4 separate regions of the Mus musculus genome follow, and regions 1, 2 and 3 are each linked to region 4. Evidence: chromatin contacts called from public HiChIP or PLAC-seq and promoter capture Hi-C data. All regions are on one chromosome and are shown on one strand. The core of a region is the stretch at or near the end of the contact, and the rest is flanking DNA. Distances in the headings are between cores, read along the strand shown. Region 1 holds the start of C230062I16Rik (a long non-coding RNA gene). Region 2 holds the start of 2200002D01Rik (RIKEN cDNA 2200002D01 gene). Region 3 holds the start of Catsperg1 (cation channel sperm associated auxiliary subunit gamma 1). Region 4 holds the start of Fbl (fibrillarin).

What was found. HiChIP or PLAC-seq counts read pairs in DNA pulled down with a chosen protein or histone mark. Capture Hi-C pulls out chosen DNA fragments and counts their contacts.
Region 1: a promoter capture Hi-C map of adipose tissue shows a contact between it and region 4, with 3 times the contacts expected there. The contact joins the promoter of C230062I16Rik here to the promoter of Fbl in region 4. A contact is called at or near these places in 2 of 39 promoter capture datasets (both in liver) and 2 of 9 other capture datasets (adipose tissue and liver).
Region 2: a contact with region 4 is called in an H3K27ac HiChIP or PLAC-seq map of large pre-B cells, with 4 times the contacts expected there. The contact joins the promoter of 2200002D01Rik here to the promoter of Fbl in region 4. A contact is called at or near these places in 1 of 39 promoter capture datasets (liver), 1 of 484 Hi-C or Micro-C datasets (CD4 T cells) and 1 of 115 datasets of contacts at active chromatin or transcription factors (large pre-B cells).
Region 3: a contact with region 4 is called in a promoter capture Hi-C map of liver, with 2.8 times the contacts expected there. The contact joins the promoter of Catsperg1 here to the promoter of Fbl in region 4. A contact is called at or near these places in 1 of 39 promoter capture datasets (liver) and 1 of 9 other capture datasets (liver).

Annotation. Positions count from the first base shown.
Region 1 is chr7:29,949,371-29,953,508 of GRCm38.p6, forward strand. It overlaps C230062I16Rik (a long non-coding RNA gene), which reads left to right and starts at 2,683. Exons shown (of 4, transcript XR_003946630.1): 1 at 2,683-4,138. It overlaps Zfp74 (zinc finger protein 74), which reads right to left. Exons shown (of 6, transcript NM_178384.4): 2 at 2,344-2,520.
Region 2 is chr7:29,245,767-29,249,857 of GRCm38.p6, forward strand. It overlaps 2200002D01Rik (RIKEN cDNA 2200002D01 gene), which reads right to left and starts at 2,701. Exons shown (of 4, transcript NM_028179.1): 1 at 2,591-2,701; 2 at 2,362-2,474; 3 at 2,131-2,199; 4 at 1,755-1,968. The coding sequence starts at 2,612. The coding sequence ends at 1,828. It overlaps Yif1b (Yip1 interacting factor homolog B (S. cerevisiae)), which reads left to right. Exons shown (of 8, transcript NM_001110201.1): 6 at 1-55; 7 at 135-228; 8 at 1,471-1,766. The coding sequence ends at 1,626.
Region 3 is chr7:29,208,932-29,213,239 of GRCm38.p6, forward strand. Catsperg1 (cation channel sperm associated auxiliary subunit gamma 1) reads right to left here and starts at 1,994. Exons shown (of 28, transcript NM_001368407.1): 1 at 1,711-1,994; 2 at 1,549-1,602. The coding sequence starts at 1,983.
Region 4 is chr7:28,167,803-28,171,803 of GRCm38.p6, forward strand. It overlaps Fbl (fibrillarin), which reads left to right and starts at 1,946. Exons shown (of 9, transcript NM_007991.3): 1 at 1,946-2,016. The coding sequence starts at 2,007. It overlaps Gm31024 (a long non-coding RNA gene), which reads right to left and starts at 1,060. Exons shown (of 2, transcript XR_001778069.2): 1 at 306-1,060; 2 at 1-123.

The sequences.
Region 1 (4,138 bases), core at 1,433-3,932, 1.8 Mb after region 4:
TTAAAATTAAGGACAGTTTATATAAAAAAGAGAGATGTTTTCCTTTTATAGGGTTGAGGGACATTGAATTGATTCCATAGGACTCTCTTTTACAAGCATCATCATTATTATTAATGTTTTTTCAAGACAGGCTTACTCTTTGTAGCCCTGGCTGTCCCAAAACTCACTCCAGAGACCAAGCTGGTCTTGAACTCACAGAGATCTGCCTGCCTCTGCCTCCCCCAGTGCTGAGATTAAAGGTGTAAACCACCACGCCCACCTACAAGATAAAGCTTTTTCAAAAACCCACAATAAAAATATCAATTCATTTTAACTGAAGGTCTCCTTGCCTCTCTTTCACATTATTCCTGCTTGCTTCAAGTGCTGATGTGGTTTTATATTTGTTTTGTTTTTCTTTCTCTTCAACACCCTAAGACCTCTTTCCAGTCTCTTGGCTGAGACAGGCTGGGCCTCCTGCAGTCTAGTCACCATGAGAGTTTATAAGCTCCCACCAGCACAGCCACTCTGCTACCTGTGCCTTGCCCCATTAATTTCTCTTCCTCCTCCTCTTCTCCCCCCTCCTCCTTCCCCTCCTCTCCTACCAGCATGATCATCTCCCAAGCTAAGGCATACTCTGCCCTCTGATCCTATGTACTCTGACTACGTAAGGACATACATTTATCTCCCTCATTTCTGCTGAGTTCTCTGAGAATTTCATCCAGTATATTTTGATCATATTTACCCTTTTGGTGTGTATGTATTGGGTGGGGGTGGATTTATTAAGAGCTGTCTAAATTTGATCTCTTCAGGTTTTCTTCTGTTCTTCTCCTTGGCTCCATAATCCACAGAACTTGCTTCCTGAGACACCAGTGAATTTTATGTTACTAAATTCAGTGCATCATCTTTCTCAGTCTTCAGAACCCTCTCTGGATATTGACACTGTTTTCATTAAAATAGACTTGTTCCTCGTGTTGAGGGTAACACATTGACCTAGTTCCCTCTGACTGTTCTAGCTAGTCTCTGTCAATCATTTTTACTGATTCTCCACTACCTGTCAGATGTCATGTTAGAGTGACCCCCAGTGGGTCTTTCACCTCTACCTTTTCTGTCTTAGGTGTTCTCATTCACTCTTCTGTTTTCAGGATCATTTGTAATGGTAATTCCCCATCCCAGGTCTCCTGCACATCACACTTGTATATACAACTGCCAATGTGACATTTCAATTTGAACGAATGTATCACACTGCACATACTATATCCCAAACCAGAATCTCATTTTCTCCTCAAGTAAGATCCCCCTCCATTCTCAAGAACTGAGTTCTTAGCCAGACAGTGGTGGTGCATGCCTTTAATCCCAGCACTTGGGAGGCAGAGGCAGGCAGATCTCTGAGTTCATGTCCAGCCTGGTCTACAAAGCAAGTTCCCGGACAGCAAGAGCTACACAGGGAAAACCTGTCTCAAATAACAAACAAAGCAACCAAAAAAAAAAGAATTGAATTCTTAACTTACATTTGCAGTCTATGAATAAACACTGTGCCATCTTGTTACAGTCACATGGTGGCTCTGCTCTTGCAGCCACCTACCGCCACAGCTCTGTTTTATGCTGTATTGAGTGTACTGCCTGTTACTACTGCTGGTCCTGATCTCCAACATATTTCCCCTGGACTATTCTAAGATCTTCCTGGGGCTGGAGAGATGGCTCAGCGATTAAAACACTGACTGCTCTTTCCAAGGTCCTGAGTTCAAATCCCAGCAACCACATGGTGGCTCACAACCACCCATAAAGAGATCAGATGCCCTCTTCTGGTGTGTCTGAAGACAGCTACAGTGTACTTATATAATAAATAAATCTTACAAAAACAAAAAAACAAAAAAAAACTTCCTAATTGGTCTTTCTGCCCCCTCCCTCACCCCACCCCTGACCCTTCTTCACTCCTTTTCCAGCTGTCACCAGAGCAGCAAAAGCTGCCATTGAGCAGATAGATTATTATCCACATGCTCAAAATACCTCCCATCTCACTCAAGGTACTGCGGTCTACGAAGCCCAACTTCCTCTGCTCTCCCCCCACCCAGCCACCCCTGGCCTTCCCCCTCCTTGGCTGTTTCAGCCACTGCCAGTGTGTTCATCAGAGCAAGCATGAAAACATCAAAACCTTGACAACTGCATGTTCCCTGTATGGAATAACCCTTTCTCCGTTGTACTTGAACCTCGCTGTGTTCCTCCTGTCATCTACCGCTCCTTTTCTGTCCTCCCTGGCCCTCCATCTAGACTCTACTTCCCATCTCTAATTCTAAATAGCCTCCTATTTTGACTTTTTTTTTTCTAAGTATTTTTCAGCATCTGATATGGTTCATATTTACTTACTTTGTTTATTATCTGGTCCTCGGCAATGTAAGCATCATGAGAGGGGGGGGGGTCACTGCTTCTTTTGTTCGCTGCTATATCCCACACACCAACAATTGACTGATATATGTCCAACATTCAATAAATATTGAGTTTATAAAAGGCTCCTCAGCGCAGGAAGAACTCTGAAAATGAGAGCTGAAAACAGAGCACCACCTTAGGAAACAAATCACAAAAGAGATCTTTACTTAAATGATTGATCTTGCTAACGAGTACTGCTGTTGTGCCATGAAACCTTCATGAACCCCAAAAAGACCACCAAGGAGCCCCATCCAATGCAGTCACATTAGGGTCTCATGGGCTCCCTGCCAACCCTGACACAGCAGAAACACGGTGCCCTGAGTTCAGTTTCAGGCAAGCATTTATAGAGGCAAGAAGAAGGTATCTAGCCTGGTGCACACCTGATTGGGGATTCATTATGGCCTTTAATATAAATTTAAGCCAAACCATAAACTTAACTCCTGCTTTCCTCCTTATGTTGGTTGTTAGGAAGGGAAGTGTCAGGGTCAGGCTTGTAACCTGGAGGTGCAGATCTGGTGCCAGAAGCAGGTTTTGTTGGGGGGTAACCTGGAAACTGGTAGGCACAGGTCTTGTTGGGGTGTAGCCTGGAAACTGATGCTAGCTATTGGCCTGTTAGCTAACTTTAAGTTCCACCTTAGGTCAGGTTCTCTAAGAGGAGACGGAGTCTGAACCCAAAAGGTTTGGTCTCTCATTGCAACCTAAATTTTATTTTATAACTATGAAGGTAAAGATTCTGTTACTTACAGTATTCATTGCTATCCAGGGTATATCTCTATTCCAATATTACTGAAATACTGATGCATTGATTATTTCAGTAATATTGTAGGATGTTAGAACTTTACATTGGGTATAATTATTTAGATTTTGGAAGATTTTAATAAGGATATGCTTGTTAACATATCAACTCCACTTCTAAAAGCCACCCGAAGAGAGGGAGGAAACAAGAGGAGGTATGAGGGAGGAAATGGGGTACATTACAGCATTGCCAAACAGTTCTGCATGAACTTGGTTTATAACTTCAAGAGGTTGAAAACAGAAATTAATCAGGATATATATATGTGTGTGTGTGTGTTGTGTGTGTGTGTTTAAATGGTATACACTTGAAATGTGTAATTGTTGATGTCAATATGTTAACAACATCAATGGTTAAATAAGAGCCGTAAGTTACAGAACTGTATATATGATGTTACTGCTCTTTTTTTTTCTTTTTTTTAGATTTGTTTATTTTATGTGAGTACACTGTAGCCATCTTCAGACACACCAGAAGAGGGCATCAGATCCTATTAGAGATGGTTATGAGCCACCATGTGGTTGCTGGGAATTGAACTCAGGACCTCTGGAAGAGCAGCCGGTGCTCTTAACCACTGAGCCATTTCTCCAGCCCGTTACTGCTCTTTTAAGAGGCCATGCTCTTTATATGAGCACATAAATGTACGCGTTCATGCTCACGAGTGTAAAGAAGTCAATTTGTCAGGAGCTGCATGACTGACTAGGAGAAATAAATAATTTTTAGTCTTTGGGCTTTTCTGTATCTTGCTATTTGGGAAATGGAGTTGGGCTGCAAGGCAAATGAATTTCGCCTGTCATGTACACAAGACAGTTTGTCAATACAGGAAAATAGTCAAGTCCTGGAGATACTGATGCTTCATATAAAAATATTTTCAATTATTATAAACGGCTAAAGGTAGCACTCGTTCAAACGCGGTCTTCACACATCTCCACACAATCCTACCCG
Region 2 (4,091 bases), core at 1,451-3,950, 1.1 Mb after region 4:
ACACCGACCTCACCACCATTGACCTGGTGGCCTTCTTGGGCTACAAATATGTGGGGTGAGTGCTCCTGCCCTGCCTGCCAGTCCCAGACCTTGGCCTCTTCACACTGATTCTCCCCTCCCCCCTTCCCCCTCAGGATGATTGGCGGCGTCCTCACGGGTCTGCTCTTTGGAAAGATCGGCTACTACCTGGTGCTTGCCTGGTGCTGTGTGTCCATCTTTGTATTCATGGTGAGTGGGGATCAGGGCGGGCAAGGCTGAGGCCCCAGGCTTCCCAGGCAGGCTTGGGGAGGTCTTTGGAGCATCCAAGTACCAAATCTGGGGGCTAGGAGAGCCTCCTGGAAGAGGCAGACTCTGTGCGCCCTTCTGAGAGCAAGAGCCAGCCTGGATGCTAGGCTAGGGCCAGGGTTGCCCAGTACACAGGCTCTGCTTGGGCTCTCACTCTTACTTCTGTCTCTGTATGCTGGGCTTTCTGCCAATATGCCCCTGAGTCCCTCCAGCTGTGGTAAAATACTGACTAGGGGCCATGTTTGGACTGCCGTGTACTCGGAGTGAATCACCTCCTCTACTTAAGCCTCAGTTTCTTTTGTAAAATGGGATGCCTGGTGACTGCACCGGAGTCTTGGGAGGATTTAGACCGAGCATGAGGGGGAAGCAGAGGGTAACACGGGCCCTGGTCCACAAGCATAAGCCTTGTCATCATGTTACTTTAAGGGAGCTGGGAGATGGCTCCATCAGTAAGGAAGACCTGACTTCAATCCTTGGACCCCACATTAAAAAAAAAAAGAGCCCAAAGTAGATCTATTCTTATAATCTCAGAGCTAGGAATGTGGGGCTCATTGGTACCAGCCTAGCCTACTTGGTAAAGGGTCCTCTAACTCCCACAAATATAGGTACACACACACACACACACCCCCAAAGAAACATCGGGAACAGTGAGGTGGCTAAGCAGGTGAAGGGCGCTCGCTACCAAGCTCCTGCAGGCTGCGCTGACGTGCATACCAGGGCTCAAGTAGATCCATCACCAGGAACTCGAGGCCACCTTGGTCTACATGTCAAGATCCTGCCTCCCAGAGAGAAAGAGCGCGGGAGGGGGAGAAGGAGGGGGAGGAAGGCATCTGAGCCAAACCAAAAAGGAAATAGCTCTTCTAGTTTGTCTTCTGGAGCTGGCGTGTTTTGGGAGTGTTACTCTGTGGTAGGGCACTGGGCTAGTGTCTGTGAGGATCTGCGTTGCGTGAAGGCAACTGTCTCCCAGTAGGTGGAAGCAGCTAGGCCATGCTCTTCAGGCCGGGATCTACAATTCTTAGCCTCTCTTCTGGCCTTTGCCTCTGCAAAGGTTTGCTCACAGGGCTTGGGGGAGGTAGCTATTCAAAAGACCCTTCTAGGAACACAAACTGGAGGCCACAGAGGGGCAGGGACTCATCCCGAGCTGCCTGGCACTTACGGGACCCCCACTTTACCCTTACCACCCAGATCCGGACACTGCGGCTCAAGATCCTGGCCCAGGCAGCGGCCGAAGGAGTGCCAGTGCGTGGGGCGCGGAACCAGCTGCGCATGTACCTGACTATGGCAGTGGCAGCTGCGCAGCCGGTACTCATGTACTGGCTCACCTTCCACCTTGTACGGTGAGCTGCGGCCTGGCCTCCAGCTCCCACACTCATCTCGCTTGACCAGGGCTCCCGCCCTCCAGGCCCGCGCCCTCCTTCCTAGCCAAGGTGCTCATGTCGCCTACTGCACACCCGCAACAATAAACCTGATGGGCTCGGCGCAGCCTCCACTTCTGACCGGCAGAGGGCGCTGGGGAGCGGAAAGGGCTGCAAGTTTAATAAGTCAATGGGGGGCCTTCTTCTCCTTCTTCTCCTTCTCCTTCTTCTCCTTCTTCTCCTTCTTCTCCATCTTCTCCTTCTTCACCTTGGGTTTCTTGGCCTTGTCTGAGGAGCGTTCATGCTTCTTGCAGCCAGCGGCATACTCCTGGAGAGCCAAGGACGGTGGGTAGGAGAGGAGGTGGCCCGGTTGAAAGCTGTACTGGACCCGCCCCACTCACCTCGGCAAGGAGCCTAACGTGACCCTGACCGCAGCGGGGCCTGGGTCTGAGGTGCGAGAGGACACACTGGGAGAGGGACCGTCTCTTACCTTCCCCTCTGCCTCTGAGTCGCTGGAGCTGCTACTGCTGCTGGAGTCGGAGGAGCTGCCAGAGACACGCTAGATGGGGGTTGGGGAGGGAGTGGTTACAGTGAGGACAGGGACCCACTCGAGCAGCTTCCAACCCAAACTGGAAGGCTGATGTGTGGCCGAGGACCAAGGACGGAAGCCAGTTCTCATCTCGGGCCCTCGGGACTCGGTGCCGGTGATGAAGTGACTTACCCTCGGCTTGTGAGCAGCGCCTGCCTCTGGCCCGCCCGGCGCTTTAAGAGGACAGTGTTTGGGGTCTCCCACATGGCCTGCCCCCTCTGGCTTCTTAGAACCAGGGCCCAGGGCTGCGGAGGAGAGGGGAGTTACATGGTTATGTAGGCGACGTAGCTTCCCTTCAGTATTCCCAGGCTCTGAGTCTGGCCCCTTACACAGCAAATCCACCACTCCCCGGGGAACTTACCTGCGGCCAAGTCAAACTCCATGGCGGTGACCAGTCTGGATGGCCGGAAACTTTAGGCAGAGCCTAGGGCAGGGGGTGGGACTGCACGACCTGCCCATCTCAGGAATTCCGCGAAGCCTCACCCTCCGGACCTTTGTCCCTCAGCTCCCTGGCCCTGACTCACTGCACTGGCGCTCCCGGCTCCACCCAGACTTTCCTAAGTGGGAAGTGGGGTTAGAAGTGGCTGTAGGTGTCTGGGAGAAAGGGGGTGAGACTAGTCATCAGTTGGTCCCTTTGCGGGGGTACTTGCTTCCGGAAAGCCGTTCCGTACACTGAACAAAGTTAAAGTGCATTCTGGGAGCAACGAGGTCTGGTTCTCAGCTCCTCCGAGCTGAGATAAGTAGTGTCTGAAGAATTTGGTGGCCAGACTAGTGCGCCCTGGCGGCAGCTGAAAAGCACCAGCAAAGTTGTACCCTGGGGTGGTGGGGTTGAATTCCTAGGCTGGTGCTTGGCAGAGTGCATGGTGGTGAAATGTGTTGCGTTGTTTGGGTAAAGGCAGGTGTCTTAATTTGGGCTGTTAAACATAACAGATTAGTGCTTAAGCAGCAGTTTACCTCATAGTCGGCAAGGCTCGGGGCTGGAAGCTAGGCATAGGCAGGGAGAGAGCCCCAGTACAGAGATGGTCTGCTTCCTGCTTCTAGTCTTGGCTCTCCATGTCTGAATATAAGACCTCCAATTTGGGATATGGCTTCACCATGTGACTTTCGGGAACATCAACATTAGTTCTAAGCTAGGTACTGTAAGCCCACTGCTCAGGAGACTGGGGCAGGGGGATTGAAGACTCTATCATAGCCTGGGCTACACAGCATAAGAGTGCTGGGCTTGGTGACACACACCTTTAATTCTAACACTCAGGAGGCAGAGGCAAGTTGAGTTCAAGGCCAGCCTGGCCTTACAGAGTGAGTTCTGTGCCACCCAGCAATATACCTGACTCAAGAAAATAAGGAGGCTGGTGAGGTGGCTCATTGTGTAGAATTGCCAGGTTAATGAGGTGAATCTAATCACCCGGAACCACCTAAGAGAACTCACGCCTGCACACCGTCTTTGGACTTCCACAGGTGCACATCCAGGCACGTGCACACAAAACAAAACACCCACCTGTATATTCCAAAAGTGAGCGCCCACCTCTCAGCAGGAACAGGTGGCTACTTCAAGGATCAAGGTGGCCATGTGCCACCTTGGATGCCTGCTTAATGTCCATTTGCAGAAATGCCTGCACTGGTCATGCAGGCTCCACGCGTGTCATTCCAGCACATACTTGGTGCTTCCCATTACCTGAAAAACTTTATTTTTAAATGTGTGTGTGTGTGTTTGTGGAGGCCTGCTGCTGTCTGTGGAAGCCATCCTTGGGTTTGAGCCACTAGAACAACAAATACCCCTAACCACCTTCTAGCACCTTACCTCTTTACAGTTTAAATTCTTCCCTATAATGATGTTTGCCTATGTATGCACACCTATTCAT
Region 3 (4,308 bases), core at 744-3,243, 1.0 Mb after region 4:
CCAGCAAACATATGGTGGCTCACAGCTGTCTGTAACTACAGTTCAGGACACTTGACACCCTCCCATAGACATGCATTCAGGCAAAACACCAATGCACACTCAATAAAAAGAAATAAATCATTTTAAAAAATAATAAAATGAGCAAAGGAAGGCCAATCGAGATGGCACATTCCACCTTTGATCCTGGCAAAGGCAGGCAGATCTCTGTGAGTTCCAAGATAGCCAGGACTCTGTAGAAAGACCCTGTCCTAAAGAACCAACCAACCAACCAACCAAAATAGGCAAAGGAAGGTTGGCATGCTGGCTCATACCTATAATCCCAGTACTTGAGAGACAGGGGCACAAGAACTGTTCTGAGTTCAAGGCCAGCCCGGGTTAAGTAACACTATCCTATATCCTGAAAGGAAGAGGGTGGGGCCAGAGAGATGGCTGACTCAATGGTTAGAGTGTGTAACTGTTCTTCTAGATGACCAAAGCATGATTGCCAGCATCTATGTCAAGCCACAATAGCTTGTAACTCCAATCCCAGGAATTCATCACCCTCTTCCGACCTCCACAGGCAACTGCATGCACATGCATAGACCTATTAAAAATAAGATGAATGCTTTTTTTTTAAAAGAGAGAATAACTACTATTAGACACAGGGTTCTTTTTTTTTTTTTTTTTTTTTTTTGGTTTTTCCAGACAGGGTTTCTCTGTATAGCCCTGGCTGTCCTGGCACTCACTTTGTAGACCAGGCTGGCCTCGAACTCAGAAATCCGCCTGCCTCTGCCTCCCGAGTGCTGGGATTAAAGGCGTGCGCCACCACGCCCGGCCCAGACACAGGGTTCTTATTGGAGGATAATAGGAACGTTCCGGAGAAAGATAATGAGGTTAGTGTGATTGCTTAAGTGAGGTACTGTTTGAACACCCCAGGCTCCTATGTTTGAATGCTTGGTCCTTAGCTGTGGGTCTGACTGAATAGGATTACATATGGCCTTCATGGAGAAGATGTGTCACCAGGGGTGTTAGGCCTTGAGGTCTGCACCATTCCTAGTTCGCTTTCTCTGCCTCCTGCTTGTGGATGGAAGTACCTGCCATGGTGGTCCCACCGGGTTCCCTACTGTGCTGCTCATGGACTTTTGGTTTATAAGTTGCCTTGGTCACAGTTTTTCTGTCATGGAATGACAGAATGGAGCTGAAACGGTTGCCTGACTCTGTAGATACACTAAAATGTACTGATCTGTATACTTTAGAACGACACCTTTAGGGGCTGAGAACAGGGTGGTAGCAGGTAGCAGTGGTAGCATGTACAAAGCCTTGGATTCTGTCCCTAGGCCCCTAAACAAAATAAGAGCTACATCTCAATTTTAAAATGGGGCCCCGTGGGGGGGGGAGTGCTGTGCTCACTTTTTGTCCCTATTGTGTTCTTGTACCTAGTGGGAGACTGAATCTTTAATGCCTTCAGGGTTGGTGGAGACTACTATTAAACTGTATTGAAAAAACACTGCTGAAAATGGGAAACTGGAGACTTACAGAAATCAGCCTACTCATACTGTAAACTCTTACCTGTCCCGGACAGGAAAAGTTGATTTGCAAGTAGTAAGGAAAGCTCAAATAGTTCTGTAAAGAAAGGTGGAGGAAATACCTAGTCACTTGGTGTACTGACTCGAGATCTCTCTATTTACTGACCCCAAATCTCTTTGATACTCTTGATCTCACTTCCCTCACCTCTGACGGATCGATTGGCGAGTCTGTCAACTTTTGGAACACCTTGGCCACTGTATCGATGGGCTCATGATCTTGAAATCGATCCTTGGAGAGATGCAAGCCTACCTTCTCGAACTTGTTCAGGACAAGAAGCCAGGTGCAATGCTGTAAGGTATCTTCCGCCCACGACTTCAACGACAGCAATAGCACTAGCCGCAGTACCCAGAATGCCCAAAGGTTTGGTTTTCTCGGCCACACAGGGCTGACCGGGGACATGGCTGGCCGGGACACCATGTAGCTAGAACCTGGAGAACGTGGGGATTAACACCCACTTGCAAGTTGGCTAGCTGAGGCTGATCTCTAGGAAACCGCTCAGTTCCTGCCCCTTTTCCCACTCTTCTTCCTAGCTCCACCTTTGATCAGGCTTTGGGGCCCCTTACTCTCTGCCCGGGCCCTGCTCTTAGGCCTTGCCACGCCCTTACTCCCAGCTCCTCCCCTACTAATACTCCTCGCCCCGCCCCTGCTCCTACTCTCGGCCCCTCCCCTACTAATACTCCTCGCCCCGCCCCTGCTCCTACTCTCGGCCCCTCCCCTACTAACACTCCTTGCCCCGCCCCTGCTCTTTCTCCCGGCCCCTCCCCTACTAATACTCCTCGCCCCTCCCCTACTAATACTCCTCGCCCCTCCCCTACTAATACTCCTCGCCCCGCCCCTGCTCTTACTACTGTCCCTACCCCTGCGGCTCTTTTCACCCTGCTTCCTAGTTACTCTCTCTCTCTTTGCCCTGGCTTTGCTCTTTTCTGTTCCCGTTCTTGGAACTCCTAACCTACTCTTCGCCAAGTCCCTCTTTTTTTTTCTTGCCTTGCCAGAGCACTTCCTGTTTTCCTTACCACTGTGCCCCTCAGGGGACTTGGCTCCGCCCTCAAAAGGTTCCCCGCCCACACACTGCTCTTCGCCACGCCCCTTTCTTTTCGCTCCTGCCCTGCTCAGGAACCGGCTTAGAGTCTTCTTGTCCTTTCGTGAATCCTCGCCCACACCTCCGAACTCGCTAGGCTCTTTGCCTTGGCTCAAGGTCTGAGTCGTTCTGGAAATCAGATCCTGGCTCTGCTTTCTCTTCTGGCCACGCCCCTGGTCCTGGCTCCGGTCTGGAGTGTCGCGGTAGAGCGGATCTTCACTCTGCCTTCTCTCTTGGCCACGACCCTGGTCCTGGTTCAGGCTCCAAGTGTTGCAGTAGTTCAAATGCTCACTCTGTCTTCTCTCTTGGCCACGCCCCCGGTCCTGGTTCAGGCCCTGAGTGTTGCAGTAGTTCAAATCCTCACTCTGTCTCCTCTCTTGGCCACGCCCCTGGTCCTGGCTCAGACCCCGAGTGTCGCGGTGGTTCGGATCCTCGCTTCGTCTCCTCTCTTGACCACGCCCCTGGCCCTGACTCAGGTCCCGAGTGTTGCAGTAGTTCAAATCCTCGGTCTGTTTCTTCTCTTGGCCATGTCCCTGGTCCTGGTTCAGGCCCCACGTGTTGCAGTAGTTCGAATCCTTGCTCAGTCTCCTCTCTTGGCTACGCCCCTGGTCCTGATTCAGGCACCGAGTGTTGCAGTAGTTCAAATCCTCGCTCAGTCTCCTCTCTTGGCCACGCCCCTGGTACTGGTTCAGGCCCCAAGTGTTGCAGTAGTTCCAATCCTTGCTCTGTCTCCTCTCTTGGCCACGCCCCTGGTCCTGATTCAGGCCCCGAGTGTTGCAATAGTTCAAATCCTCGCTCAGTCTCCTCTCTTGGCCACGCCCCAGGTCCTCGTTCAGGCCCCGAGTGTTGCAATAGTTCAAATCCTCGCTCAGTCTCCTCTCTTGGCCACGCCCCAGGTCCTGGTTCAGGCCCCGAGTGTTGCAGTAGTTCAAATCCTCGCTCTGTCTCCTCTTTTGGCCACGCCCCTGATCCTGGCTCAGACCTCGAGTGTCGCGATGGTTCGGATCCTCGCTTCTTCTCCACTCTTGACCACGCCCCTGGTCCTGATTCAGGTCCCGGATGTTGCAGTAGCTCAAATCCTCGCTCAGTCTTCTCTCTTGGCCACGCCCCTGGTCCTGGTTCAGGCCCCAAGTGTTGCAGTAGTTCAAATCCTCGCTTCGCCTCCTCTCTTGGCCACGCCCCTGGTCCTGGTTCAAAGCCGGAGTGTTGCGGTAGTTCAAATCCTCGCTTCGTCTCCTCTCTTGGCCACGCCCCTGGTCCTGGTTCAGGCCCCAAGTGTTGCTGTAGTTCAAATCCTCGCTTCGTCTCCTCTCTTGGCCACGTCCCTGGTCCTGGCTCAGACCCGGAGTGTCTCGGCGGTTCGGATCCTCGCTTCGTCTCCTCTCTTGACCACGCCCCTGGTCCTGATTCAGGTCCCGAGTGTTGCAGTAGTTCAAATCCTCGCTCAGTCTTCTCTCTTGACCACGCCCCTGGTCCTGGTTCAAAGCCGGAGTGTTGCGGTAGTTCAAACCCTCGCTCAGTCTCCTCTCTTGGCCACGCCCCTGGTCCTGGTTCAGGCCCCAAGTGTTGCAGTAGTTCGGATCCTCGCTTCGTCTCCACTCCTGACCACGTCCCTGGTCCTGGCCACTTCTTCTCCCTGGGTCCAGGGCAACCTGGCCCTCCTG
Region 4 (4,001 bases), core at 696-3,195:
GCAGTGGTGGTGCACGCCTTTTATCTCAGCACTTGAGAGGCAGAGGCAGGCGGATTTCTGAGTTTGGGGCCAGCCTGGTCTACAGAGTGAGTTCCAGGACAGCCAGGGATACACAGAGAAACCCTGTCTCAAACAAACAAACAAACAAACAAAAAAAAAAGAATGAAAGAAAGAATTTAAATTAATTTTTTAAGAAATCCTAGGAGCTTGGGAGGTATCTCAGCAAGTAAGAAATCTTGCGCTGAGCAAGCATGAGGACTTGAGTTCAAATCCTAATGCCTGTCTTAAAAAATTGAAGTGGTCACCTGTGTGTCTGTAACACCAGGGCTGGGGTGGTAGTGGTGAGACAGGGGACTTTCTGGCCACCAGCCTAGCTCCGGGTTCAGTGAGGATCCTAAATCAAGAGAATAAGAGAGAGGGTGATAGAGCAGAACACCGTACATCCTCCTCCATTCTCTGCATACCTGCATGTGTGTGGGCACACACACACTCGTGAACACATACACACACAATGTGTAAGCACTAAAACATTTCAGTGTCTTACAGGCTTGTAAGAATCCCCTTTAATGCTTATTTTGTCTAAAACAAAACAAAAACCAGTGCTGGATGCTAGGGTGATTTGTCACCCTGGCAACCATCCAGCCCTTCCCTGGCACTTGGCTGCCTTGAATGACTACCATCCAAGCAAACCCCTCTTGGCAGCCAGCTGGTCTACTGTCATGGCAGCCTGGCAGCTCTTGAATGCTCCACAGACACCTCCAGGAAGCTATACTGCATGGACCACCACTTAATGCTAAAAGACAACTCCTGCTCTAGGAGGCACTATCCTGGCCCTGACTATCCCCAAGAGTTTAACATGGACTTTTTGCCATCAGAAGCCTCTATAATCCTTGGCAGCCACTTCACCAAGGCCAGAGGGAAACCATTTCCCCTGGTAACCCAACAAAAAGTCAGCGGTTAGTGCAAATGATCTTTCAGTTGCACGGAAGGCTGTAAGTTCTGGCTATTAGGACGCTTCTTCTGGAGACCGGTCGCTCCTGTGCTGCCTCCTGGTGGTGCAACATTAACACTGGGCCTTCTGCAACAGTTGTTGCTCGACTGATGTGATCTTTATCAGTAGGGTGGGCTGAATTCATGACCTGAAGAGGAGGAACAGAGGCAGAAACAACTGCAAACCAGCAGTGGCCTGGGAGCAGCTGCGACAACATTTGGGTGAGTGAAGATTTCCAGTAAGAGGCCAGGGGTAGAGAGCAGAAGCAGTGAGATGCCTGTTCTTCGCTGTAAAGGAGGGAGCTCTTTGAGCGGAAAAGGAAAAGGAAGGAGAAATAGAAAAGCGAAGTGTACCATAGGAGATCCCGAGTTCCAGCTCAGCCTGGACCCCACTGCAAAACCCTGTCATAAAATACAAACCTCAACAACAAACAGAAACATAAGGCTGTGCTGGAGAGATAGCTCAGCTGTGAAGAGAACATAATGCTCTTGATGAAGACTCAGGTTCGGGTCTCAGCACCTATTTGGCGGCTCACAATTAATTGCCGGTAACTCTAGTTCCAGGGGATCTGACGCCTTCTCCTGACTTCCATGGCGTATGCGTGGTGCACAGACAGACGAATATGCAAGCTAAACACTTCTAAGGATAAAATTTTAAAAATTTAAAGTCTTTGAAAAATAATAAATTTTTAAAAATCGGTATAACCCCTGATTCCTGGAGTGCTAGCATAAGTGAGAGGAAAAGTCGCAGCGCACTTGTGATAAAATTTGCCACTCTAGGAAAAAGTGAGGAGCGTAGAGACACGACAGAGCCGGAAAAGGATTCAGAACTCCCACCCAAGGGGCCGACTCCGACTTCCGGGAGACGGGACGCGCGTCTAAGGGGCGTGGTTACGCGCTTCCGTCACTCGCCGTGCGTCACCGCGCGCAGGCGCTCCTTTCCACGTGCGAAAGCCTGAGACTCGTGGAGTCGGGGACGCCGCAGGTTGCCTGAATCGCGCGACCAGAACGCAGTAATGAAGCCAGGTAAGGACCACGGTGCGGGCAGGAGTCGGGGGCTCTAGGCGCGGCGGGCGGGGACCGCGGCCGCTCGGGGCCGGGGGATGTGGCCGTGAGCTCGGCTCACCGGCCGGCCTACAAGCTTGCCGCCTCAGAGCGGCCGGTGCGGCCCTCCAGACCCTGACCCAGAGTTGGGGCTTGGATCTCCGAGCATTGCTTTAGGGGATCCGACTTGGGTCGCAGATGAAAGGGCCCCTGTCTCCACCCCAAGCCTTCCCTGTTGCCGCCGTCACCCACTGTCACTCCCTGTCAACGATACCTTGGTCCCCAACCCAGCTTCCCCCCGGGTAAATGAGGATCTCCGGCTCCGTGGTGTGCGGCGCTCGCGTGCACAGGCTGGCGCTCGCCGCGCTTCCGGGAGGGGCGGGACCCAAGGCTTGTAGGAGTAGAGGCTCTGGGGACCTGGGAGTCCCTGCTCTGTAGTGAGAGCGACTTTACTAGCCCGGCTATTAGCGGGGTAGGTGATTGGAATTGAGAGGGGTTGGTTTAGGTTTGGATTTTGAGAGCGTCTTGTCACGTGATCCTAGCTGGCCGAGATCCACCAGCCTTTACCTCCAGAGTACGGGGATTAAAGGCGTGCGCCACCACGGCTGGCCTGACAAATGTATCCATCTCACCTATTTCCCGCGTTTTTTTCTGATGAGCCCACTGTATGGTGGATGATGGCGAGAGTTCTGGCTTTGACAATAGAAAGTTCTCGTTTCTCTCTTGAGTTCTTAATGGATAAGTGGTTTTCTTGGTGATAGGTTACTCTGGGCTGTCAATCCTAGCACTCGGAAAGCGGAGACAGTTAGATAATGAGTTTGTAACACCAGTCTGTTCTACATTAGTCGTGATAGCATGAGCTTTTCCTGTTGCCGAAGGATCAGTTTTCACCACTGCAGGTTTTTGTCTGGCGTGGACACACATGTTCCTGTGGACAGATGGAGAGTAAGTCACTGCAGGCGATAGTGACCCATCTCTCCCTCCCAGACATGTTGAATATCTATCTGGGGCTCTGTTCTGGATGTCTGGGGAAGTAAGGTGGAGGGATTGCTAGTCTGGATGTTCTCCTGGCATCCTGTGATTTGTGCTTTCCCCTCAACCTTTCTCCATCACACGATAGAATGAGAATTGTTGAACAGTCGAATCTTCTGTGACAGTTTGTGTCTTGAATACGAAGCAGCTTTGGGGGAGATTGTTTTAAACAGAGGTGTGCTACAAAGTATGGTGGACGATTCTCAACAAGGTCCTTTATTTTCATGTTTGTGTATTGAAATGGCATCTTATTGTAATAGCCTAGGCTAGCCTCAGACTCGGCTTCCCAAGTGGCTGGGTTGCAGGCATGTGATTGCAGCAGTTGCTGGAGTTGCTAGTTTGGAGGTGGGGAGACTTGTAGAGAAAAGCAGATTCTAAAACAGCAGACTGTGTGTGAACATAAAAGTCTTGTTGAGTAGTGAGTCCTTTCGGTTCATTTTCCTCAAAACCCCAGGACCAGAAATGGATCCTGATAACACATTGAGTATTATGTGTCTGAGTTGACCCTGCTATCTACCGGTCGCCATGAGGATGCCAACAGCTTGCCAGATCTCTGTTCTGTCAGGCCCAGGGTTGGAGCTAGTGGCTCTTCTCCTCAGTACTCTTGTGTATACAGTTCCTTGATTTTTCTATCATTCCCATAGACCTTTGCTACTTTAGGGTCTTGAGTAACAGTAGCATAGCCATCCTCCCATATGAGCTACAGGACACCATTCTCTTCTGAATGAAAACAAGTGGTTTCTCTGAGGCAGAATCCAGGGCTGTGGATATGGCTCAGCTGATAAAGTGCTTCCTGGCATTCGGGAGACAATAGCTTTATTCTCCTGTGCTACCTAGGGATAGGTGTGGTGGTGAACATCCATCTTCCTGCCTTCGAGGTGGGGGGGGTCAAAAATTCAGATTGATCAACCATTGCAGCTGGAGACCCTGTCTCA